Regions from separate parts of the Mus musculus genome. Here all the other regions are linked to region 2. Evidence: chromatin contacts called from public HiChIP or PLAC-seq and promoter capture Hi-C data. All regions are on one chromosome and are shown on one strand. The core of a region is the stretch at or near the end of the contact, and the rest is flanking DNA. Distances in the headings are between cores, read along the strand shown.

Region 1 (3,205 bases), core at 388-2,887, 280 kb after region 2:
GAAGGGTAAAGCCAGCCAGAGCCATGTTTGTTATACGTGGGCTGGCAGAGTCTCTTCTAACAATATCAGCAGTCACAACAGATTTATACAACAAAAGTTGCTAATTTTTGTCTCGGGGATCTCAGCTTTGACACTAGCTGGGCTAGCTGCTATTGGGGTGTCTGGAGCTCTATGAAGAGGTAGAGTACAGCTACCTCTGTATCTGAATGTTGTGTGACAAACCTTTCTTGGGAAGACAGCAAACATCTATTCATCCCAGTAGGAAACTCACTGCAGACCAAAGTACGGATACCACCAAAGTTCCACTTGGTTATGGGTTTTACTGCAGTTACTTACAGGACAATGGGTGAGAGGCTACCTACAGGACCAGAAATGTCTCAAAGACAGCTGCATCATCAAGGCCCAGACCAGTATTGGTGACAGCGCACAAAAGCTGGGGACCTGGAGTACACTTCGAAGCCCACAGGCAGCTCAACAGGTTGGAGAGTGTCCTTTCCAAGTGACTCTGATCTGATCTAAACCTCTTCCTGGCAGCTTAGCTGGTTTCTGCTGCTTCTAGGTCTGGTCTGAGTCTTTGCAGTTTATCTCCTCCGAGAGACTGCTTTTGCAGCTCAGCTTCAAGTTACTTGAGCCTCTCTGATTTTCTTGTTTATACTCTGGCAGGGAGGGGCCTGGTGGATCTGGCCAGTTTCAGGGACTTCCTGAAACTTCTTGGAGTTGTTTACCTTCCAGTTTAAAGACCTTCCCTGCTGGACGCTGGACAGAATGTTTCAATTTCAAAGGAAACTGTTACACAACCCTGTATCTATGAGGTTTACACACTCAGGTCTCAAATCCTGCTTTGGCACGTTCCTTCTTGCTTCAATAAGAAGCCTCACAGAATTCTGGAAACGTTCTCTTTCTTCCTTTTCTTTTCTTTTCTTTTCTTTTCTTTTCTTTTCTTTTCTTTTCTTTTCTTTTCTTTTCTTTTCTTTTCTTTTCTTTTCTTTTCTTTTCTTTTCTTTTCTTTTCTTTTCTTTTCTTTTCTTTTCCTTCCTATTTCTTTTCTCCTTTCTTTCTTATCACCAGCCAGTTAAAAAACTTTAATAAATGACATAAGAACATTCTGCAATTTCTTGTCCCTAGTGCAGCCTACTCCAGTTCTACGAGGCTGACGACTTTTATATATTTAAATTCTTCGCAAAGAAACCCTGCTGAGCCCCCAAATGCAAGCCACACACCCAAAGGGACAAAAAGCACTGGAGACAGCCCTCTTATTTGGTTTTCGCCTTGATTCTGAGGAGAAGCGGGGATCTCTGAATTAATGCTGTCCAGACCGAGGGTATCTGGGATAGATCTCTGGCCTTCTTGGGAAAACAAAACCCAATATTAACACCGCTTCTCTCGGGCTCCCCAAACAAAACCAAAACAAACACACACATGCAAGGCGATGCCGTTTCGCCACTACTAGTTAAGCGGACTGCGCCTGGATCGCCACGCTCCTGCGGTCTGGCCAGGGCGAAGTTCCCGGGTCTCGGCTCAGCGCTGCGGGGACTTTCACCTGCTGGGCGCGCGCGGGGCGCGGGGCGCGGGGCGGACCCGGCGGCGGCGGGCGGGGCTCTAGCGCGCGGGAGGAGTCGGTCCAGGCCCGCCCCGCAGGAGGAGCCGCGGGCTGGCAGCCGATCCGGCGTCTCCGTGACAGGCACCCTGCTCCGCCGCCACCGCCACCACCGCCGCCGCTGCCTTTCTTCCTCGTCCCGGGCCGTGCGCGCCGAGCTCGGGATCGGACTCCCGGTCTAGTCCCGCTTCTGGCCGTGCGCCCTTCGCTCGGCGTCCCGGTCCGGGGCTCCGCGCCGCTCGCTCCCGCCTGCCCGGCCGCCTGGCCGCCTCCCCGTAGTCAGAGCGCGGCCACCGAGCTGCTCGCGCCAGCCGCATCCGCGCCGCCCCTGCCGCTCGGCCCTCGGGAGGCTCGGCTCCCGGTTCACCCCTGCCACCTCCTGGCACCCAGGCTGCCCACCTCACGACCCGGGTCCTCGCCGCCGCCTCGCCCGGCCCCACTGTTCTCTGCACAGGGTCTCGCCAGCTCTTTCTCGTCGCCGCCACCGCCGCCCCCTTGGAGCAGCGGGTCCGCCGCGGGTCACCATGCCCAGCAAAACCAAGTACAACCTTGTGGACGATGGGCACGATCTACGGATCCCTTTGCACAACGAGGACGCCTTCCAGCACGGCATCTCTTTTGAGGCCAAGGTGAGGGGCCACCGGGAGGGCAGTGCCCTGAGAGGGCAGGTCTGGGGGAATGGGGTGCCAGCGGTCCTGGACTCAGAGCAGGTGGGCTAGGCCTTTCTCAGCTCTTGCCCAGAACAGCTAAAAATGAGCACCTGCAAAGTTTGAGGTGTACTGCCTCTTCCCCGTCTCCTACCTGCAGACACCCCATCCTCGCCCGCCAAGGCTGGATTGAGTTACTTCCCGGAGAAGGCTGAGCAGCGCAGCCTGCATGTCTGGCTCTTTAGAAAGCTTTAAGGAAGCGCTGGTGTTATTTACCTGCTGGCCTCCCATGAGAGAGGTGCTTTTGGAGGTGTTTTAAAAGGAGAATGCTTGTTTCCTGACCGGTTTTTAAAAAAGTTATATATATATGTGTATATTTCACACACACACACACACACACACACACACACACACACACACACACACACACACTCATTCCAAGTAGTTGAGTGTAGGTGTTAAAAGTTACTTCCCAAATGTCTGCTTTTGGACACTTTAGCATGTGTCAGTCATTGGTGTAGTAGTGGGGTGAAACCTGTTTTCTAGTTTTGTGGTGCACTGTTAAATCTCAGCAGTTGCTGATGAAGAATTTAGCCCAGACTGGAATTTGCAGGGTCAAGGCCAAAGCCACCCTTGGGGGAGGGGTGGAGTGGAAACCTCGCTGGACCAGTGGTTGTGTATAAGACAGGCAACCCGGTGACCTGACCATGAGGCACCTCTCTGTGTAAGGAGTTCTGGCTTCTAAGACTGCAGTGGAGTTTCCCGGAATGGTGCTTTTCAGTGGAAAAGGCTTCTGCTCGTGACTGATGCCCAGTCCTACCTATAACTTAAGGAAAGAAACGCGCAGGGATGCTCAGCATGCACAGTGTGCTTGTTACTGAGTGGAATTTAAGCGAGCTCTGTATAGATTGGGTTTTGAGAACAAGACTTTTGACAAAAGGCAGACTTGCTCCGTTCTCTT
Region 2 (3,024 bases), core at 161-2,660:
GGTAAAAGTAAATATAAAAAATGGACTAAAGGCTGGGCGGTGGTGGTACACGCCTTTAATCTCAGCACTCGGGAGGCAGAGGCAGGCGGATTTCTGAGGCTACAGAGTTCCAGGACAGCCAGGGCTACACAGAGAAATCCTGTCTCGAAAAAAAAATTTTTTTTTTAAAATTTATATATATATAATTCCAACGACGAAAGGAATGTCATTTGTCGTAGGGGGACTTCAGAATCGCGAGTGTGCGTGTGTTCGTGTATGTATGCATGTATGTGCACGCGCGTGCTGCGTATTGCACATGCATGTGTGTATGTATGTGTGTATGTATGTGTGTGTATGTATATATGTATGTATGTGCGCGCGGGCGGTGCATTGCACGTGTGTATGCGGGTGTGGTCCCAGCCGGACTTCACGAATTCTGACCTGGCTTTCCTCTCACCTTGTTGCATTCCGCAATCGCAATCGGTAGTAACCGCAGCCACGAGGAGCTCGGAGGATTCTGGGAAGCATTTATGTTTGTTTGTAACCATGGGAAAAGTTCCTCTCGGTCCTAGAGGGATCCGTGTTCATTCACCGTCTGGGTTTGAATGCAGTCCCTGGCTACTGAAATCGAGTAAAACCGAAAAGTAAACAACACTAAGTAGGTTCTCGAAACTGTTGTTTCAAATTGCTCACATTTTCCAGTTGGAATCCGTGATGCATGATTCTTCTCTAAAAATATTTAGAATTTTGGATTTTAGTAATAAGAGATTGACAGCTTATTGCGAGTTTTAGAAACTCTTCTTTAGGAGGTAAGTGCGGACATGGAGAATTTATCTTATATATTTTCTTTGTTTAAATTTGTTTGAAGGTGGGTTTTCTACAAGTATTATTTGTGAGAAAGTTTACCTCGGATTCTGTCCCAGTAAAGGAGTGGTTCTAACACATGTCGGAAATTTGTATTTTTCTTTATTTACCGTGTACGTGGAAAATTTTTACAGCGATTGAAAAGCATTTATAAATACAGAATCAGGTTTACTGTCAATTTCTAATTTCGTTCTGAGATGTCTATATCGTAGTATTAAGCACAAAGAACAAGCCACTATGATCAGGAGACTTTTCAGTTTTAGTACTATCAGCGAATTTTAACAAAGCGGTAAAATCTGCGTGCTCTTCGCTCAATTTAAAAAAAAAAAGAGAGAGAGGGAGAGAGAAACAAAAAAGAACAACCACAAAACCCCACAGCGGGACAGAAAGTGCTGAAATCCTCGTAGGGAAATATTTACTCACAAGTCTATTGAGTTTGCTTATCTGCTGACGTCTCCTTAGCTTTGGATCCCAGTTCCCGCGTGCGGTGAGATAGTTTGCCTCCGCCCGGCCACCGTCCGTGTCAGCGTTCAGCTTATTTTGTCCTCCGGCCGCCGCCGTTTCAGGTTACTCACCCATCCGAGTTGTGAGGGAGAGGTGTCTGTTTCGGGGAAGCCGGCTTGTGTTGCCGGCGCCATGGAGTCGCCTTTTAGTCCGGTTCTTCCTCATGGACCAGATGAAGACTGGGGTGAGTGGATCTGCGAATGTACCCGAGCTAGGTCGGGCCGCGTCTGCGGGTTTTTTTCTCCTCCCGATTTCCGCCCGGTGGCGGTGACAGGTGTGGACGACCCGTGTCCGGGGAGCGAGGCCACGGGTTGAGGGTCGTAGAAGAGGCTGGCAGAGCCTCTGGGCTTCTGTCCTGGCCGTAGCAATAATGGAATGATGTTCTAATTGAAATTGCTGTAGTTTTTCAGCGTGTGTTCCTGGTGGAAATTCCAGGTGATCGTGAGGGACCAGAACTTAGTAGGATGATGATTGTAGCTGCCCCAAAGGCTCCAAGCTATTTTCTCAGACTGTGGGCGTGTGGCTGGGGAGCGCTGAGTGTGTGTGTGTGTATGTGTGTGTGTGAGTGTGTGTGTGTGTGTGTGTGTGCGCGCGCGCGCACTGAACGTGTACGAGATATGTTGAGAAAACTTGGTTAAAATACAGAAGAAAATCCTTGGCTCCCAGCTTGAACTGTTGGTTTAAGACATAGATCCAAATTGGCAAAGAAGAAACTCTCCCAAGCACCTGACCTCGTGTCCCTGATTACTAGATCTAACACAAACTGATGTAATCCTGACTGCTGTCCAAACACAGCTCTGAAATCTCTTGTTAAGTCTATTTTTAGTGTTCAGGAAGGATGGACCAGAGAATGACAAGGAACAAGCTTTGGCATCCAAATCCTTAGAGAAAGCTGATAGTCCCTTCTCGATTTCAAGACAGAATGTTAACAGGATTATGTGTGTTAATATGTGAATGGAGTTCTGTAGGTGGCTCAATGGATCCTGTAGTGAGACTACATTGTCCTTCAGTTTTGGGGACACTTTTTTTTCATGGACTAACATTCCACTATAACATGAGTGGGCCCTCAACTAGGAAGTGTTGGAATCCTAGTTTAATTTAACAGTGGCAGATGCTCTCTACAATTACAATCTATAAAAGGTTTATTTTAATCTTTGGGCCGATTTTGACAACTTTCTGGAAAAAAAAAACCTTTAAATGTTCATTCTCCAGTTCATTTCCCCAGCTAAATGCTTTTGTTATAGTAACAGCAGTCACTTGTTTAGGACTTTATTTTGCTAAGCACACTACATGTGTTATTTATGTTATGTTCATAACAGTCCAATGAGGTCCCGCCATCCTATAGATGTTGAAACAGAGGTTGACAGAATCTGTTCTCTGAGTCTTAGACGAGTAAGTGATAAAGTAGGATCAGAACCAGGCTTATCTAACTTTGAAGTCTGTGCCTCTGGTTTTTCTACTCTGTAACACTTGCTCCCCCCCCCCCCCCCAAGCCTAGATTCTTCCTAATGCTAATGTTCTTAACAAGTCTACTTAGATATGTTGGGTAGTTACAATTAGAATTAGTTTTCTCAATCATTTGACCATTATGTTTGTGGCATTTCTTAAAGTATAACTAAAAGGCACTTCCTGATGGTATCGTTTTTGTCCTAGAGTCTGATTCTCAGCTGCATTTTC
Region 3 (3,445 bases), core at 52-2,551, 430 kb after region 2:
CCTTCTAAATGAGGCCTGTCTGTTCCTCTCTCTGAATCTTGTATTGTTTCATGCCCGACCCTGCCTTTTAAACTCTGCCTCCTTTGCGGGTGCTGCCCTGCTCTCCATCCATTTCCAGTCTAGTCCCAAAGATTCTTTCCCATCACGGGAAGCGTGGACACTGCTCCCACATGGGTCCAGCCCAGGCACCTCAGGGTATGTTTCAGAGCTCTGTGGAAGGACTGCCTGTCTACAGCCTCAGCCCTCACTCTTGTGCTTAACCACAGTGCATGTTGAATTTGTAACCATGGTACTTCTGGGGGGGTCCCACAAGCTGCGTTTTGCCAGTAGCACCGAGGCAGAACTCCACTCCGATTGCAGCCCATCTTTGCCTTGCTTGTGTGCAGTCCTAATTGGCCAGCAGTGTGTCTTTTATAATATTCTCGACCCATTCATTTAGATTCTGGTGACACTTCCCGAGGGTTTTTTCCTGGCAGCCCTTACTCTTATAAGAAGAGATGTAATACAGAGAAGAGCTTTATTTATTTATTATTATTAAACTTTGACTTAATTTTTTTTTGGTCAGCTGTTACAATGTTTAGTTCCTGGTGCCCTGCTTCTGAGACTTCTCTTTATAGAAAGGTTGACTCAGTGATCCTGAATTTGAACTTAGTCATTGCCCTACAGCAGCCTCTCTGTCAAGATTTTATTGTACCATGCAACCATTAACAGAAAATACTGGGACAGCACTTAAGGGCTCCCCAAATTCTCCCTGGGTTTCAGGTTGCGAACCTTGAAGCACAAGCCCCCATGGCCTTTCTGCGACATTCTCCTTGGCTTCTGTATCTTTAGAGTTACCTACTGTTGCACGTACCTGTAGAGGGGACACTAGGAGTTTCGTCAAGCCTGGACTGTCAAAGGCTCTCTGGTTTGTGTTTCAGGCTCTTTGGAGTGTGGGCAACAGTGCAGAAACATGCCCCATAGGGAGATCAAAGCTTTGATGGCAGACGGATGCAGTCATTGCTTTGCTTAATTAAAATCAGGTTTATGTGCCTGCCAGTGTGATTAGAGACAAGGGGTAGTTATCCACACATACAGGGTAATGGTGAGCAATTCCTGGCATTCCATCTTTTGGTCCACAGGGGCCTGGTATGCAGGGAGCACTTGCCTGCCTCACCCACTCATGATGTGAACTTATTCCTGTGCACAACCCCTTCAAACACTGAGAAATCTATGTTTGTGGCCAGATACGATGATGTACCTATCCTATTTGCTGAGTGAGTCATAGAAATACGGATCCTGAGAGCTGGAAGGGACTGAACGAGTCATCATGCCCCATCCCTTTGAGATGAGAAACTAAGGCCACAGATGCTCTGTGAGAGTTGGTGAGGAGCAGAGCCAGTTTCCATGTCACTTCTGTCCCAGAGCAGAGTCATGTTTCAAATGTTAAATACAAGTTGGTGATTTAGATTCTCGCCCATCTTCCCCACAGGTGCTAATTAGCCAGCCACTGTTGAAGAAACCCTCTGATTTTGGTGCTGATTTCCTTTATTGGATTCCTTTGTATGTTGAAACTGTATATCAGGCCAATCCAATTTTATTATCTCTGTGTGTGTAACCCCCAGGTTTCTAATGCCAACCAATAGTTCTGAATACCTGCGATGTTCCAGGCCCGGTGTGGATACTTCCCTCGGTTGCCAGTTTGAGGGTATAATGTTGACTCCATGTAAATGCTTGCCTCAAAAAGGTACCTTATCATTTATTTAATGCTAAGGAAATATGTTAGCGGGCATATCTCTCACAACTCACTGCTCTGGTTTTTAAAGTCAAAGGACACAGGTTAAAAAGGTGTCAAAGGATATCCAGAGAGTCACTGGTAGAAAGCTGTCCATTCCTATGTGTCCCATACGATGACACAGAGCTGTGTGTTTCCTTGGTAGTCTCTGAGGAGGCAGAGCTCCTTACCCTGTAGTTGTGTCTCATCTTCTCATTGTCTGTCTTCTAATCTTGCTTCCCTTTATAGAATTACCCCTCTCTTTAAAACAATTACCTACCTACCTACCTACCTACCTACCTACCTACCTACCTACCTTCTCTCTCTCTCTCTCTCTCTCTCTCTCTCTCTCTCTCTCTCTCTCTCTCTCTCTCTCTGTGTGTGTGTGTGTGTGTGTGTGTGTGTGTGTGTGTGTGTGTGTGTGTGTGTGTGTGTAGTGTAGTGTCTTGGGGAGAACACTGGAAGTCAGAGGATACCTTCCATCTTTACCTGGGTCCCAGGGATGAAACTCAGGTTATATGGCTGCTGAGCCCCCTACCTTAAGGAGGTCTTTCAGTTTCCCTCTGGCCCAGGCTGGCCTTGAATTGTAACCTTTTTGCCTCAGCCTTCCAATTGCTGGGATTATAGGCTGCCATATTAACTTCTTTGCTTTCTAGAAAACAAAAAACCTCCACAGCCATTGGGGGTAGAGGGATATTGTTTCTCTCTTCTGCTTGTTTCCTTTGTACAAAAGTGCAATCTATATAAAATGGGACCTGTAACTCAAGACCAGTCTGTAACTTCGAGATTTTTCCACCTGTGTCACAATTCCTGAATAATGTCTTGGAGGCTTATTATTTATTTAAAAATGTCTAGGCCATAAGCTTTGGCTTGTTCCCCAACTAACTTGTAACTTATTATTAACCTGTTTATACTATTCTATGTCTTCTATATGGCTAGTTACCTCTCCTCAGTTTCCTATGTCCGACTTCCTCTGAGTCTGGGTGGGGAATCTTTTCCCTTCTGACAATATCCCACAGTTCTTTCTCTCCCTGCCAGAGGTTCCACCTTCTAAGCCTGACTCAGCTTATTGGCCATTGCTTTTTGATTGACAGGTGATGCTTCCACACCATACATAAGAGATTATTGTTATACCAGTCCACTCCCACAGAAATCCTCATATCTGCCGCACCGCAGTTCAGCTCTCCCTGACTTGCGTTCGTCCTTCATGGTCAAAACTTCATCTAGGTGAATTGCTACTTTCTCAAGAGTCAAGATGATTTCATTTTGATGGTAGCTTGTCCACCAGTCCTAGACAATTCCAGCCCCCACAGAAGGTCATCTTGGAATCTGGTGAGGGTGATGGTTTAAATGTGGTTGCTCCCCACTCCCAGGTGAAGCCAGCTCAGCTTTGCCTTGGAGGACTCTCAAATCTCTCCTTGTGGCAGGAACTCCTGGGGCAAGTGTTTTCAAGAGCTTCAGGCTGAAAGCCAACATCCCTCAGGTTAGATTGATGTTGGGATTTTAATTGGGTAGATTCTCATTAGAGTTTAAGGCTGCAGATTGTGCTGGGGGCGTGTGATGTCTTGTAGCATTGCCTTCTAATGCAGCACTCTCATTAAACCATTTGGCTGTAAAATTGGAGTTTGGAAAGGTAGTGCAACTTCGAGGTTAGAGGTTAGAAGGCTCGTGCTTGGTCTCCAGTCCTCTGCT
Region 4 (3,101 bases), core at 69-2,568, 330 kb before region 2:
CATAGTGGCATGCCTATTCCAACAAGGCTACCCCTTCCTGGGCCAAGCATATACAGACCATCATATACACTAAAATTTATTTACTATATGTATGAGTATATGCCATATTCCCATGTTTGTACAGGTGCCTGGAAGTGACTTCTGGAACAGCAGCAAGTGCTCTTAGCTGCTGAGCCACCTCTGCAGCTCCTCCACTAAAATTTAAAAAGAAGACACAGTGTAGCCCATGAAATTTATATGAAATTCAAACTTCAGTGGTCACAAATACATTTATATCAGATGGAGCCATAGCTGTTTGTTGACATAAGTATTTGTGCCCGTATTCAAGTGCAGTAGGAAATGGCTCAGCAAAGAGTACAGCGATCCTACAAAGAAAAAAACATTTATTATTTGATTGTTACCTGGAAAGTTAGCTGATCCCTAACCTACAGGGTGAATTCTCATTATCATCTCAAAGCTCATTTCATAGCAGCAAGAATTAAGGTTTGTTTCACTAAGGACAACCTTTTCAATGCTAATTAATTGTTCATTAGAAAGATTCCAGAGGAGTATGCTGTACAGAGTGAGTAGGAGCCAGCCTAGTTAGAACTTTAGTAACTGAGGCAACCAGATTCCTATTAGAAACAGAATCACAGGATCTCAGATGGATCTTTCCCCCATCTTCCTAATTTCTAACCCAACAGAGGAAATGTATAAACACAAAGAGTCAAGTTAGAAAAAAAGACCGATTGAGGTCTTCCTTGAAGTTGGTTGTTGAGAAGAGACCAAACCACTGAATGGTAGTGACAAGTCACAGTTACAGTTGTTAACAGTCTGTGATGGTACCAACCAAAGAATATATCTATGAAAGCTGCAGTATCCGGGTTTGACTGACTGAAGCTGTAAGAGATTTTTATGAAGTCAATAAGAACTGTAGGCTTGAAAATTAAAGAATTTCCTTAGATGAAAACTAGATAGATAAACAGAACTAAAAGGTCTGTGTGTTTACCTGTGTTCTGTTTATTTTCTTTTTCCTTAAACGATATATACAATGTGAGGTTGAGCTAAGGCTCAAGAGCCTTAGCTGTTCTTCAAGAGGACCAGAGTTCAGTTTCTTCAGTTACTACTTACTACTTCTCTTTCCTTTACCGGTTCCCTACTTCGTTTTCTGTCTTCTCATCCCCCATGGTCTCCCCCCTCCTTCCCGCTCTCTCCGTCTTACCCTAGTTTGGAAATGCAGCAGATTTCTGAGCCTGCCACCACTGGGTTCAAGGAGCTGTCAGTCTGCACTAGGCAGAGTTTCTATTGGTTGGGCTGGAGGCAGGGACCGCAGCTCACTATAAAAGGTGGAGCCGGTCAAGGCGCCCGGAGCTGCTGACAGGACCAGGTCAGAAGGGGCTCCCTGAGCAGCGCTGCAGCCGGAGCATTTGGGGCAGCATTAAGCAACAGCTCGCAGCGTGCACTCTCCCCTCCGAGCCCTCCAGGGCCCCTGCCCCGGAGCCCAGCAACTCTCGGCCGCGGTTCACGCACGCATCTCCGAGGACCCCTTGCCTCACCTGCGCCTGCCACGCCCGTCCGGCCGCCGGGATGAGCGAGGTGAGTGGTGCCACTTGGCATACCCCGTCACCTCCGCGTCCGGGCCAGGGCTGCGGCGGGGAGAAGGCTGCGGCTCCAGGTCCCGGGAAGCTAGAGTTACTCTCTGGATGGACGCCACTGCCCCTCTAGGAAAGCCCCTACCTCCCGGCTCTCGGAAGCCACTGGCAGGGGGTGCTTTTAGCCTAACAATTGCAATAGTGCTTTGGGGAGGGGGTGACTGGAGTCAGCTGTAAGCGGGAACTGAGCTCTCGGGCAGATAAACTCTCTTGGGTGCTATCCTCCGCATCTATATCGTATTGCTCCGAGGTTACCATGGCTTTCTTTGATGCCCTCACTTCAGTTCTCTCCGACCTCCGCTAGGATTGTGTGGTTCTTGCACTCTATAAGTAGCAGCCAACAGCTCCATCCCTGGCCACCTAACTCCCTCCCTTCGGGTGGCAGTTTTCACTTATTCAATGAGGAACGATGTGTGTGTGTGTGTGTGTGGGGGGGTACCTGACGTCCATGAATACTGTAGAAGAGGAAGGCACATCTAGCACCTGGGGAGATGTTCTCTTCCAGAGAAGACCTCCCGTTGCAGTGCAGTGCCTGTTACATCCAAATTTTCGCACAGGTTCTGTGGTGATGGTCATGGGAGCCAACCCGGTCCTGTAACTGGTTGACTCGGTTCAAAGAACACTGTCCATGGTAACACATTAAGAAGAACTGTCCCTGTTATCTGACTTAATTTGTAGCATCCCAGGCAGATCCTCTTATCAGGAGACAAGATTGTCGTTCCTGGATGACGTCGATTTGAACAGTGGCTTAGCATGCCTGCCTTCTGCGGCCCCATTCTTAGTAAGCGCGCCCTTGTGTTCAGTATGTTGCTCAGCTGTATGCCAGTGCCTAGTTGTGCTACTTAGTAGCTCTGTGGCCATGGGAGCATCACTTAATTTGTCTGTGCTTCAGCTTTCTATCTGTAAAATGAAGGTAACACTGGTTGTTCTAAAAGATTAAATTATATATGCCAAGTACTTAGCACTCTACCTGGAGTCTAGTAGGTTCTCAATCTGGAATCTGAGTTAGCTAGTGTGCGTGCGTGCGTGTGTGTGTGTGTGTGTGTGTGTGTGTTTCAAGTTAGTTGGTTACAGAAAAACAGCTTAAGAATTGCCAAGCCTCCTTAGAGCACTTGCTAGCAATGAGTGGGTTCAATCTCTAATACTGAAAGCAGAGAGAGAGAGGGAGAGAGAGGGAGAGAGAGAGGCAAGAGACAAAGAGACAGAGACAAGAGACAGAGAGGATTCCCTGGAGCCCGGGCCTGTTTAGCTAGGAAAGATGAATATTTTCAGTAGTTCTGCTGACTCTTACCAAAAGTTATCACCTAGGGAGTCAATTAGTGCCAGCTGCTGTGTTGTCGTGGTTGCTATGTCCACTGAGTTTATCCTGGAAAATGCAGCTCGCTTGGTGGGCTGCAGAGGAAGGAAAGTTTCCAGTACCTCAGCTCATGGTGACAGTGACCATGGCAATCCTGCAGGAAGAAACTAATA
Region 5 (3,085 bases), core at 527-3,026, 280 kb before region 2:
AACTCCAGTTCCAGGAGGGAACTGGCATCCTTTTCTGGCCTCTCGGAGCACCAAGCACACACGTGGTATACAGACATACAACCATTTAAATAAAACAAAGAGCTAAATTAAAGGGACATCTGTTACATTTTATTCTTATTTTTGTTTCTGGAATACTGTCTGTGTAGTCCAGGTCACCTGGAACTTGGTATGCTGCCAAGGCTGAGGATGACCTGAGCACCTGACCCACTAAGTACTAGGACTGTAGGCGTGTCAGCAAGCTGGGTTAGAGAGGGTTGGAGCGATGTCTGGGAGGGAGTTCAGGAGCAGAAAGCTGTACTTACTAGAACAATTTTCTACTGATGGACCTTCTTACTAAATTCTAAAAGCTGTTTTCTTTATGTCAGTTTGTTTCTCTTTTACCTGTCTCTGGAGAGTGACTTCAAACTCACGATCCTCTTACCTCAGCCTCCACAGTGCTGGGACTATAGGCACAGCCACTGCTACCAACATGAAACTTATGTTTTGAGGTAGCTGGCACTGAATTGTGTCGCGTCCATCTTGAAGATCAAGAAACACTGCAAAAGAGATTCCTGCACTGAACGGAGGGTTGGATGAGAGAACCTCAAAGGTCCCTAAAAGTCTACAAAGTGCTTTCTTTGTCTAACGTTACAAAAATGCAAAATAATATTATTCATTTGATGAAGGGGGGAAAAAAGCGAATTTGTGCTATTTAAATCCTGAAAGGAAAAAGGCAGGAGAGAGCTAGATTGCTAAATATAAATGGGATCTGAATATTAATACATTCAAAAAGAGATTTGCTACAGAATAAGAGTTGCTCTGGGCTGCCCCCCTTTATTCTTTCTCCCTTTGCCTTGCCACCCCTCAGCGCCCAGGGTCAGGAACTTTGACATTTCATTTCATGTCTTTCTCTCTTTCCTCAGTCGAGAGACTCTGCAACTGATTTCTGTGCTTGGAATCCTCAAAACCGTGGATATACAGTATATATAAATCAAAGCGGGTTCTCCTCCACACCCCTAGGCTCTTGTGGCTGTGGGTGTCACCCACATATCGCTGAAAAAATAAACAAAAGAGCGTTGTCTTTGGCCAGTGGGAGTTTGGTTCGTGCTGCAGCTCAAACCCTGGAATTGCCAGGCCTAAAGGAGGTGGTGAGAAAGGATGCCAACATTGAAAGGGATGGCGGATGGCCCTCTGGCAGCCCACGACACACTCCCTACGGCCCAATTTGGGGTACGGTTTGCTTATCTTGCTGGGGATATGGCTTAAAGGTATAGTGCTTGCCTAACACGGGAGGCACCAAGTTCAGAAGAAGGCCAAACTAGCATTTTTCCTTGGGTGTCTCAGCCAGCTAACTAGGGGATTTTTAAGACAACTTGGAAGGAGGGGGGTGAAGTGAGCCTCTGAAATCCTCAGGGAATAAATAAGCCGGAGAAGTGGCTGCCTGGCAGAGCGAGCCCTACAAAATAAACACTCGGGCAGGTAAACGCACTAACGGTAACCACTCGGCGATTTTGGCCAAAACTTTGACAAACGACGCTAGCTAGAAACTGGCGCGTGAGAGGAAAACCGAAGAACTGAAAAGCAAAGCAAAACAAAAAACTAAAACCAAAAAAAACCAAAAAGAACCCAAAACAAAAAAAGTACCATCCACCAAGCCCGGAACACAAAGGAGGTTCCAGCCTAAAAATTCTGAGGTGTCATATGATAGTCCCCGCCTCCGCCCCGCCGGCTCCGCCCCCAAAGGCAGGGCCACACGGGGGGAGGAGCGATGCGTCATTTCCGTCCAGGCCGGAACTCAAGATGGCTGCGTTCTTGCTGAGGTGACTTTAGCCTGGGGCTAGGAGTCCACGCCCGCGACCGTTGGGGGAACCTGAATTAGTCCCTGAGGGGGTGACAGCGGTGTGTGCCTTGCGGGGACAGGGAAAGGACCTGCGGGTGTGCAGGCCGCGCCCCTGGGATCTTAGCACCCCCTCTTCTCCCCCGGCGGAGAGGCTCGGAAGGGCTTAGAGGTCACACTGTGTGTGGCCGAGTGGCGCGGCTGTCATTGTTTCTGCCTCGCCCACCTCTAAAGCCTCTTCGAAAACTGCTCTTGTGGCCCCAAAAAGCTGCTGTAACTTCGAGATCAGCGGGCCCCTAGGCCTGCAGTTTTGGGGGGACTTAGGGATTGTAGAGGGAGGGGCTCCTTGGAGCACCTACTGGGTGCTTTAACTCCTGGCAATCCTGCTAGCAACCGGTGGAAACTGTCGGGCATCCTAATGCATCCCTCCCAAGCCAAGGTCAATAATAGCATCCACAGTGGGTCTCTTAATGTTGCCCAGGAAATCCACTTTGTTTTGTTTTAATTTTGGTTTTAGCGGGACAATTGGGTGGGTGGGTGTCACCACCTTTCTCTAAAGTGTCCATTTTCTGTCCAGAGAAATAGCTTAGATTTCCCCTTGTTCTGAATTCTTCACTCATTAGCTATCATCCACAGAGCCTTTATAGTTGTAAGGGCTAGTGACATTTCTGGTACAAATCCCAACCCAGTTTTGTGCCAGTCCTATTTTTGGAAATTATTTGTTATGGAAAGTTAGCTTCAGTGCTGTTGAGATTCCAGACCCCGATTCTCCCAAATATGTTTTCATTTCTCTTTCCACTTCTGTCATGCAGTATAAAAATAGAGGGATTCTGTTTAGTCTTTCTTTGTAAAAGTGAGTCTTGGGGAGTTTGGATTGGTTATCTTTATCCTTTATTTTTATCTTGCTGCGCATCCTCATAGCCGAAGGACAGGACCAGGTTTTCCAGAGCTGTATCTTTCATCCCTAATTTTGACCATAATTAAATGCTTTCAAATTCTATGATGTAACACATGCTGGTGAATGTTAGGGCATATCAGGTCAATGGTTTAACATTTAGCTTAAAATGATCATATTGGTTCCAGGCATTTATCTTAGGAGTTTCGGGATTAGTATGTAGAGTCTTCATCTTTGGGTTCTTCCTGGATCTAGCCAGTCTCACATGGAAATTATTTGAAAAGCAAATTCCCAAAGCAGTTTGAGTGTGTTACCTGCCAAGCATTACACTGAGTCCCTGGGAGGGGACTGTG
Region 6 (3,389 bases), core at 316-2,815, 380 kb before region 2:
CTGACCTACCTCAGGGAATCCTCAGAGCAAAGCAAAGGACCGAAGCAGGGAGTAGCCAGGATTTTTCAAAGAAAGGGTAGTGGAGATGGGAAAGGCAGAGAGAAGGAGAGAAGTTGGAAAGCTGCAAGTGGAAGTGGGAGGAGAGAGGGTGAATAGGGGTCAGTAGGGCAGACATGGCGGGAGGAATGATACGGGCACGGGGCATGATCTCCAGAGTTGCCTACCTTGGTTCTGCGGGAAATGGGACTCGGGCTCCCAGAAGGAGCCTTGACGGTGCACATGGGACCTTGGCTGCTGGCAGGACTCTTCCGGCGTAGGATGTGAGCCCCCGGTCCCCCAGCAGAGTTAAGGGCGCCTCCTTCCAGAGGCTGGAGGTGGAGTTCGGCCCCACGGTACTGCAGTACCCCTAATAGGGCTCCCCCGTCCCAGTGCAGAGATGCCACCGACTCCGGATCTCCATTGATGGTGCCAGTCAGGTAGGTACCTGGCTCTGCCCCACCCAGCATCTCAGGTGCCTGGCCCAGGTACTGTACAGTCAAACCCTCTACCTGCACCCCAGGGTCCTGTTCTAGTTCTAGTAGCAACATCTCCCCAAAGGCTGGCAATCGGTACAGCAGCCTGGCAGGAACGCCTGATCCAGGTAGGATGCTACTGCCATTGAGCTTCTCTGGAAACACGATCTCCTCCTCCCGGGGGAGGGGGCTGGCGGGCCACGCTAAGGACAGGAGGAAGGCCAGCAGCAGCAGCCTCCGCCACTGCACAGTGTGAAGCGGCAAGCAGGGTTGGAATCTTTGCAGCCAGTGCCCAGTCAAGCCCCTCCTGGGATGCAAGCCCATCTGGGACATGGTACCCGGGCTGCAGCTGGGATGGATTGAGGCCATCTGCGGCACCAAAATGCTCCACACCCTAACTGTGGAAGGCTCCTCGTTAAAGCCAGAAGGGCTTTGGGGCTTGTGCCAAAATCTGAGGCAAAGTTTTTAAATGGGCTAGGGACTTTCAGAGAAGATGAAAAAGAAAACAGCCCCTGGGCTCAGGAAAAGTGCCCACGGGTTCTTTCTGCTCCAAAACTTCCTCCTTTGCCTTTCTGTCCCAGGTCTTTGTCTGTGACTCCTTGGCTTCTCCCTCTGCTCAGCTGTCTGGCTTTGCCTCAGTGCTCGCCCTGTCTTTGCCTCCTCCTCCTCCTCCTCCTGCTGCTGTCTCTTTGTCTCTGTCTCTCTCCTCTTCTGTCTCTCTCGTTTCTGTGTATCTGTGGGTCTTCCCCGGGTTCTCCCCAGCCTCTCTCCCCTCCAGCTCTTTTAAGCATCCAGAACCGCCCTCTGTGTGTGAGTGGCAGATCTGTAAGCCACTCAGCCAGAAGCTTGGTCACTGGGACTCTGAAGGATGGAGGATGTATCATTGCTTCCCAAAGACCTTAGTGGTTTTCTTTTTTCCTTAAAAAAGAAGGGGGGGGGGAGGGAAGGGACTTGCCCAGGGGAAGGGAATCTCTAGCAAGCAGATGCATTTAAGGCACTGAGCCAGCTGATGACACATCTTTTTTCCCAAATCCCACCATCAGCCCTCAGCTGTCTCTTTCCCGGTCTTTTTTTTTTTTTTTTTTTTTTTTTTTTTTTTTTTTTGTGGGACAGAGCCCCAGGGGAGGTCAGGACTGGGGGAAAGGGTCTGGACAGCAGTCACAGATGAGACTCTGTCCTGGGAGAATTCAGGTCCTTCCTATCCAGCCTGGTCTAGCCTATGCTTCCTCACTTCCTTGAGGAAGTCATTTATGCTACCCTTTACCCCAGAGGCTAATCTGTTAGAGCCAAGCTGTCTGGGTTTAAAAGGAAGTGGTGAACAGGTAAGAAAACATTAGGAGAGAAAGAAGAGAGGATGGGACCAAGGCACTGAGAAGAAGAGGTGGTACACACAGGAAGGCAAGGAGACAGCTGTTAGAACTTTGTTAGAATGGAAACAAGAAAGAAACAGACAGAAAAGGAGGAGCTAACTACTTGTCTTTTTATAGGAGGAACATCCAGAGTAGGTCTGTTCTCATTCATTCTCCTTCTCTCCCTCCCTCCCTCTCTGAAGCCCCCCCCCCCCCCCCGAGTTACCCCAGCGTCTAAAGCATAGAACAGCCATTCCACCCTAGGCCTCCTCCTCCCCAACTTCCTGAGTGCCCATTTCCCTGGCTCAGCTCCCAGGAGATTCCCCCAGGCTCTTGGCCCCGTTCCTACCCACACCCAGCTACCCCAGCACACCCCCACTACCTCAAGTCAGCCAGACCCTCACCTAGACAAGACCTGCGCTCTCTCTCTCTCTCTCTCTCTCTCTCTCTCTCTCTCTCTCACCCAGAAGTCATCTCTGCTACTTCCTTGACCCCACCTTTCAAATCCAATAGTTCCTGGAATATCTAGTAATCTTTGACTCCTCATTTCCCATGGGGGGAGGGGAGGAGACACACACACACACACACACACACACACACATCTCAGAGAGAGAGAGAGAGAGTGAGAGAGAGAGAGAGAGAGAGAGAGAACCTGGGATGGGGATAGTGACCAGTATGTGTATGTGTGTGGGTGTTAGAGGAGGGAACTAATGACTCTTCTGCTTCCAGAACTGGGGGGGACTAAGAAACCAAAGCACACTCTCTCAAGGCAAGGAAATGAAGCATTCAGGAGCGGGGCAATTTCTGCTCACTCCACCCTATGGCCACTTGTTTCCCCAGGAAATCCCCAGGAAGGAGAGTACACTCAGCAGTCCCTTCCCTTTCCCAGAGAAGCCCCACCTCCCCTGCCCCTGTCCCCTTATTCATTCTCTGCCTGGTCAGCTCCTGTCCCCCACATCATATTCCTCAGAATGCTTCCTCTTCCCCCTCCCTTCCTGCTCCCGTCACTAATACCTGTCCTGGTGCCTATCACTTCCTGAACTACCCACCCTCTGGTGATTTCCAGTCTCACCTCTTGACCCATCACATGCCCTGACCCTCCCTGGTCCTGAGCAGAGGGGCTGAGGCAGGAGGAGTCAATCACACAAGGGATGAGGGACCAGAAGGGACAGGGGCAAGAGGAGCTGTCACCAGGATACTCTTATTACCCCTTTCCATCCCCCCATCTGAGCTGAGAACAAAGAGTGTGACTAAGCAGTGAAAGACAAAGGGCCACAGAGTGGCAGCTACAGCACGTGGGGAGGGGGGTGCTGGCAGAAGGAGAAGGCACAAAAGATGCAGTGTCCTAGGTAGCCCCCCAAGAGTTCTCATCCCAGTTCCTGCTTGAACTACCCCCAGGGCTAAGCAAGCTAGAGTCTGTCTTGACTTCACATAGGATGGATTAACACAAAAATGAGGAACCCCCCCTCCCATCATCACCACATTTTGTGTTTAAACTATATCTCAGGAAGAAAGGCCCAGAAAAGGA
Region 7 (3,422 bases), core at 629-3,128, 350 kb before region 2:
AGTCAGAACAGGTACAACTGCCTCTGTCCCTTTTTGAGTTAATGTGTAATGAGATAGGAAGGGGGCATGAACACCACACACACAAACACACACACACACACACACACACACACACACACACACACACACACCCCTCACGGACATACAAAAGACACACAGAGAAAATGCTGCATTGGAATTATTGTATTTGATAGGTCTCATGAATGAAATTCCTTTAAAATAATCATGAAATACAAGTCCATTTATGGGTTCTCATCAATGTGTGCTCCCTGCCTCCAAAAAACAAATTCAGAAAAATAGCCTCTGCCCTCCTGCTCCCAACCTCAGTAGTTAAGAGGCTCTGTCCAAATCAAGGTCAAAGGGCCTGGACACTTGATCCCCTTATCAGTTAGGTCCTGGCCCCTGGCCCAGTTCTAACTGTGTGGAAGGACAGAGGTACATTCGCTAGGCCCAGGGCTCTCCAGTGGAGTCAACTCAGTAGCTACTGAAAACATTCCTATCACTCACCTTTTTGCCACCAAGCTTACCCTGTGTGTACTGGAATATTAGTGAGAGATACGGGGGTGGAAGTGTGGAAGCTAGGGAGGGAGAGTGCAACCGAAGACCAAGAAATCTGTTTATTTTAGTTATGTGTTTTGCTTCCACGTGTATCTGTGTAAGAGTGTCAGATTCTCTGGAACTGGAATTAAAGTTGTGGGTGCTAGGATTTGAACCTGGATCCTTTGAAAAGTAGCCAGTTCTCTCTCTCTCTCTCTCTCTCTCTCTCTCTCTCTCTCTCTCTCTCTCTCAAACACACACACACACACACACACACACACGACTCTCTCTCTTTGCATGTATAAATGCAAACAACAGAAGGGTACATCAGATTCCATTACAGATGGTTGTGAGCCACTATGTGATTGCTGGGAAGTGAACTTATGACTTTTGGGGAAGCATCTGAGCCACCTCACCAGCCTCGTCACTGCTCTTACCCACTTCGCCATCTCTTCAACCCTTGCATATGCAATCTTGCATATTTCCAGTTGTCCTCTTGTGGACTTACCTCTAGTGTCACATCACTGCTTGCCCCTGGCCCTGGGGGGAGGAGCGTAACTTCAGGCTGCGGTTGTATTCTTAGATTTTATTTGTCTTTTCTCCATGTAAATAATAACTAGAGAGGGTAGCTGCTTCGGAAGCTAGTTCTGCCCACAACTCTCTCCTCGCCCTCAGAACTCTCACAGTCATTTTTTTTGGGGGGGGGGGGTCGTTGAGACAGGGTTTCTCTGTATAGCCCTGGCTGTCCTGGAACTCACTTTGTAGACCAGGCTGGCCTCGAACTTAGAAATCCGCCTGCGCCACCACGCCGGGAAGGCAAGGCCTGTGAATTCCAGCGGGGGAAGGGGGGACGGCGGGGGGCGGTAGAGGTCTGTTTTGGGGGGTTGGATTGTGAGTAGCAGTCCTTTGGAGGTGGTATAGAGTGGAGAGTTGTGGGGATTCTCCAGCCGGCTTTCAGGAAGGTGGAGGGTAAAGTGAACCACGTCTTCACAACCCCTGAGTGTGATATATTCATAAAATAGGTCTTCAAACTATAGTTTCACTTTTCTCACGTTCCGGTTTAAGGAACTCCATTGGTCTAATAGGCAAAATGCTCCCTCTAGTGTCTTGAATGCTCAAGAGTTTATCTCGACCTTGAGGAGGTTGGGCGGTCTTAAAAGGGGGCCTTCCACTAACGTCTAAAGGGCCACCCACAAACTCCCACTCGCCACTGCACTCGGACTGAAGCCCTGGGGCCTGCAGGCCTGCCACTCTTCTGTTTTCTCCTCTCCTATTGGTCACTAGTAAATTGAGGCACCTTTTTCATCATTGAGTGGGTTGGGTCTTTGGGCGCTTCCTTTGCCCATTTCCAAGATGGCGCCTACGGACATGCTTGGAATACAGGGTGAAGCTGCAGTTCTGCCATTACTCAAGATGGCTGCCCCCATCAAGATGACCGGGTGTGCCTAGGGGGAAAGAGGCTGCAGGATGGTCTGAGATGGTAAGGGCTAGTGTTCCATTGCGGGCAGACCCTTGGGACGTGGGAATGAAGAACAGAGAAACTAGAAAGTCAGCGGAAGCCTGCGGTAGTAGTTAAGACTAGATAATGGGAGAGCAGACGGGGGTGACAGGTGGGGGTGAGGGATCAACGATGGGGCGGGAGTGTGCCCGGGATTCAACTTTAGCATCGGTGTTCTCTCCCCCTACTGTTCCTTATTGCAGGTCTAGCATTGAACCATATGGAAGTTTCTGAAACTGGGGAGCCCGATGATGGGGGGTGGAGCCCGTGGGGGATAGAGGGAGCAATAGATTTTATCCCCAGGCTAACCCCAACCCCTCCCTGTCCTCTGGATTAAAATGGGGAACACCCTGGGCCTGGCACCGATGGGTACTTTACCCCGCCGGAGCCACCGTCGAGAGGAACCGCTGCCCAACCCCGGGAGCTTCGACGAGCTGCACCGGTTGTGCAAAGGTGAGACCGCAGCTTTTGGGTGTCTCAGGATGAAGGGTCATAGAGAAGGGGAGGGTCCTGAATGCTGATGTCCAGTGATGTGAACAGCGAGGGGAGATCACAGCTGGAGCATCCGGCAGTCAAAAAGGACCAGATGTTCAAAGCAGAGCGTTTTGTTGCAGGATTTGAAAGGAGGTCATTTCCTCCAGTGCTTCATATGCAATTGAAAGGGGAGTCCGTCTATGTAGTTAGGGGTCCTTATCTGTGCATGTTCCTTCCCTTCAGATGTATTCCCAGCACAGATGGAAGGCGTGAAGCTGGTTGTCAACAAGGTTCTGAGCAGCCATTTCCAGGTGCTCCCACTGGTCTGGCCCCTACTTACCCCCCTCCTCCCTGCTTGTCTCTGGATCCTCTTTACACCTATTAGTCCTGTCTTGGCTAGGCTATGTGGGACAAATGAGGGGAAGTGTGGGGTCCTCCCCCCCCAATGCCTTTAAGCAACAAGATGTGGGACTTGTTGCTTAAAGTCCAGTGGCCCTCTGCATGCGTTGGAATAGTTGAGGTTTTAAAAAGCCCCCTCTGGATGGAAAAAAAGGTCAAGGGTGGGAGACGGGATTGAAACGAAATAGAATGCTCTGTTCTCCGTTGTCTCCTCTTTCCTCAGGTGGCTCATACTGTGCACATGAGTGCCCTGGGCTTGCCAGGGTACCACCTCCATACCGCCTATGCAGGGGACTGGCAGCTTAGCCCCACAGAGGTGAGGGCTCCCCCACACTCGCGTCAACTGTGTAAAACGCACATGGACGTAGGTCTTGAGAATTTGGAAATGTGTGTGATCAGCAACTATGTTCTCAGTGCCTCTTCTGAACGCGAGCTAGTCCTGTGCAAAGCTGCCCGAGTTTGTCTTTGGCGTCCACCAGGGGGCACTGTGAGATGTTACTGAAATCCCTTCCTG

What was found. Promoter capture Hi-C pulls out the DNA fragments that hold promoters and counts their contacts. HiChIP or PLAC-seq counts read pairs in DNA pulled down with a chosen protein or histone mark. Capture Hi-C pulls out chosen DNA fragments and counts their contacts.
Region 1: a contact with region 2 is called in a promoter capture Hi-C map of pancreatic islet. The contact joins the promoter of Nos1ap here to the promoter of Atf6 in region 2. A contact is called at or near these places in 10 of 39 promoter capture datasets (the 3T3-L1 cell line, the HPC-7 cell line, the SN4741 cell line and 6 more), 1 of 484 Hi-C or Micro-C datasets (forebrain), 4 of 115 datasets of contacts at active chromatin or transcription factors (astrocytes, bone marrow-derived macrophages, embryonic stem cells and 1 more) and 2 of 9 other capture datasets (adipose tissue and pancreatic islet).
Region 3: a contact with region 2 is called in a FOXA1 HiChIP or PLAC-seq map of pancreatic cancer cells. The contact joins the enhancer-like site here to the promoter of Atf6 in region 2. A contact is called at or near these places in 2 of 39 promoter capture datasets (neural stem cells and trophoblast stem cells) and 4 of 115 datasets of contacts at active chromatin or transcription factors (bone marrow-derived macrophages, embryonic limb bud, embryonic stem cells and 1 more).
Region 4: a promoter capture Hi-C map of the C10 cell line shows a contact between it and region 2. The contact joins the promoter of Pcp4l1 here to the promoter of Atf6 in region 2. A contact is called at or near these places in 8 of 39 promoter capture datasets (the C10 cell line, the HPC-7 cell line, cranial neural crest and 4 more), 3 of 115 datasets of contacts at active chromatin or transcription factors (the 230-238 cell line, the SCID.adh cell line and pancreatic cancer cells) and 3 of 9 other capture datasets (adipose tissue, liver and pancreatic islet).
Region 5: a contact with region 2 is called in a promoter capture Hi-C map of the HPC-7 cell line. The contact joins the promoter of Sdhc here to the promoter of Atf6 in region 2. A contact is called at or near these places in 8 of 39 promoter capture datasets (the C10 cell line, the HPC-7 cell line, the SN4741 cell line and 5 more), 1 of 484 Hi-C or Micro-C datasets (forebrain), 5 of 115 datasets of contacts at active chromatin or transcription factors (the SCID.adh cell line, bone marrow-derived macrophages, large pre-B cells and 2 more) and 3 of 9 other capture datasets (adipose tissue, liver and pancreatic islet).
Region 6: a promoter capture Hi-C map of pre-B cells shows a contact between it and region 2. The contact joins the promoter of Adamts4 here to the promoter of Atf6 in region 2. A contact is called at or near these places in 9 of 39 promoter capture datasets (the C10 cell line, the HPC-7 cell line, HPC-7-derived erythroid cells and 7 more), 5 of 484 Hi-C or Micro-C datasets (the HPC-7 cell line, granulocyte-monocyte progenitors, large pre-B cells and 2 more), 8 of 115 datasets of contacts at active chromatin or transcription factors (the 230-238 cell line, the HPC-7 cell line, the SCID.adh cell line and 5 more) and 4 of 9 other capture datasets (adipose tissue, liver, macrophages and 1 more).
Region 7: a contact with region 2 is called in an H3K4me3 HiChIP or PLAC-seq map of the SCID.adh cell line, with 14 read pairs. The contact joins the promoter of Tomm40l here to the promoter of Atf6 in region 2. A contact is called at or near these places in 12 of 39 promoter capture datasets (the C10 cell line, the HPC-7 cell line, cranial neural crest and 8 more), 1 of 15 datasets of contacts at CTCF or cohesin (large pre-B cells), 2 of 484 Hi-C or Micro-C datasets (B cells and forebrain), 7 of 115 datasets of contacts at active chromatin or transcription factors (the 230-238 cell line, the HPC-7 cell line, the SCID.adh cell line and 3 more) and 3 of 9 other capture datasets (adipose tissue, liver and pancreatic islet).

The regions. Positions count from the first base shown.
Region 1 is chr1:170,588,281-170,591,485 of GRCm38.p6, reverse strand. It overlaps Nos1ap (nitric oxide synthase 1 (neuronal) adaptor protein), which reads left to right and starts at 1,637. Exons shown (of 10, transcript NM_001109985.2): 1 at 1,637-2,226. The coding sequence starts at 2,122.
Region 2 is chr1:170,866,157-170,869,180 of GRCm38.p6, reverse strand. It overlaps Atf6 (activating transcription factor 6), which reads left to right and starts at 1,410. Exons shown (of 16, transcript NM_001081304.1): 1 at 1,410-1,531. The coding sequence starts at 1,480. Gm9929 (a long non-coding RNA gene) reads right to left here and starts at 1,351. Exons shown (of 2, transcript XR_003948181.1): 1 at 1,267-1,351; 2 at 1-600.
Region 3 is chr1:170,436,512-170,439,956 of GRCm38.p6, reverse strand. All of the region lies in intron 2 of Nos1ap (nitric oxide synthase 1 (neuronal) adaptor protein), which reads left to right. Among named protein-coding and RNA genes, the nearest start is that of Gm46171, 100 kb to the left of the region's middle. Within about 2 kb of position 1,301, at least 17 of the 459 cell types and tissues checked have an H3K27ac peak or open chromatin away from gene starts, as enhancers often do. A contact at or near this core is called in embryonic limb bud and pancreatic cancer cells, where this site is marked.
Region 4 is chr1:171,194,485-171,197,585 of GRCm38.p6, reverse strand. It overlaps Pcp4l1 (Purkinje cell protein 4-like 1), which reads left to right and starts at 1,318. Exons shown (of 3, transcript NM_025557.1): 1 at 1,318-1,575. The coding sequence starts at 1,567.
Region 5 is chr1:171,149,294-171,152,378 of GRCm38.p6, reverse strand. It overlaps Sdhc (succinate dehydrogenase complex, subunit C, integral membrane protein), which reads left to right and starts at 1,776. Exons shown (of 6, transcript NM_025321.3): 1 at 1,776-1,820. The coding sequence starts at 1,801. It also overlaps a transcript of Mpz not described here.
Region 6 is chr1:171,248,305-171,251,693 of GRCm38.p6, reverse strand. It overlaps Adamts4 (a disintegrin-like and metallopeptidase (reprolysin type) with thrombospondin type 1 motif, 4), which reads right to left and starts at 1,565. Exons shown (of 9, transcript NM_172845.3): 1 at 225-1,565. The coding sequence starts at 845. It also overlaps a transcript of Ndufs2 not described here.
Region 7 is chr1:171,220,970-171,224,391 of GRCm38.p6, reverse strand. It overlaps Tomm40l (translocase of outer mitochondrial membrane 40-like), which reads left to right and starts at 1,878. Exons shown (of 10, transcript NM_001037170.2): 1 at 1,878-2,017; 2 at 2,239-2,488; 3 at 2,753-2,820; 4 at 3,132-3,224. The coding sequence starts at 2,374. It also overlaps a transcript of Apoa2 not described here.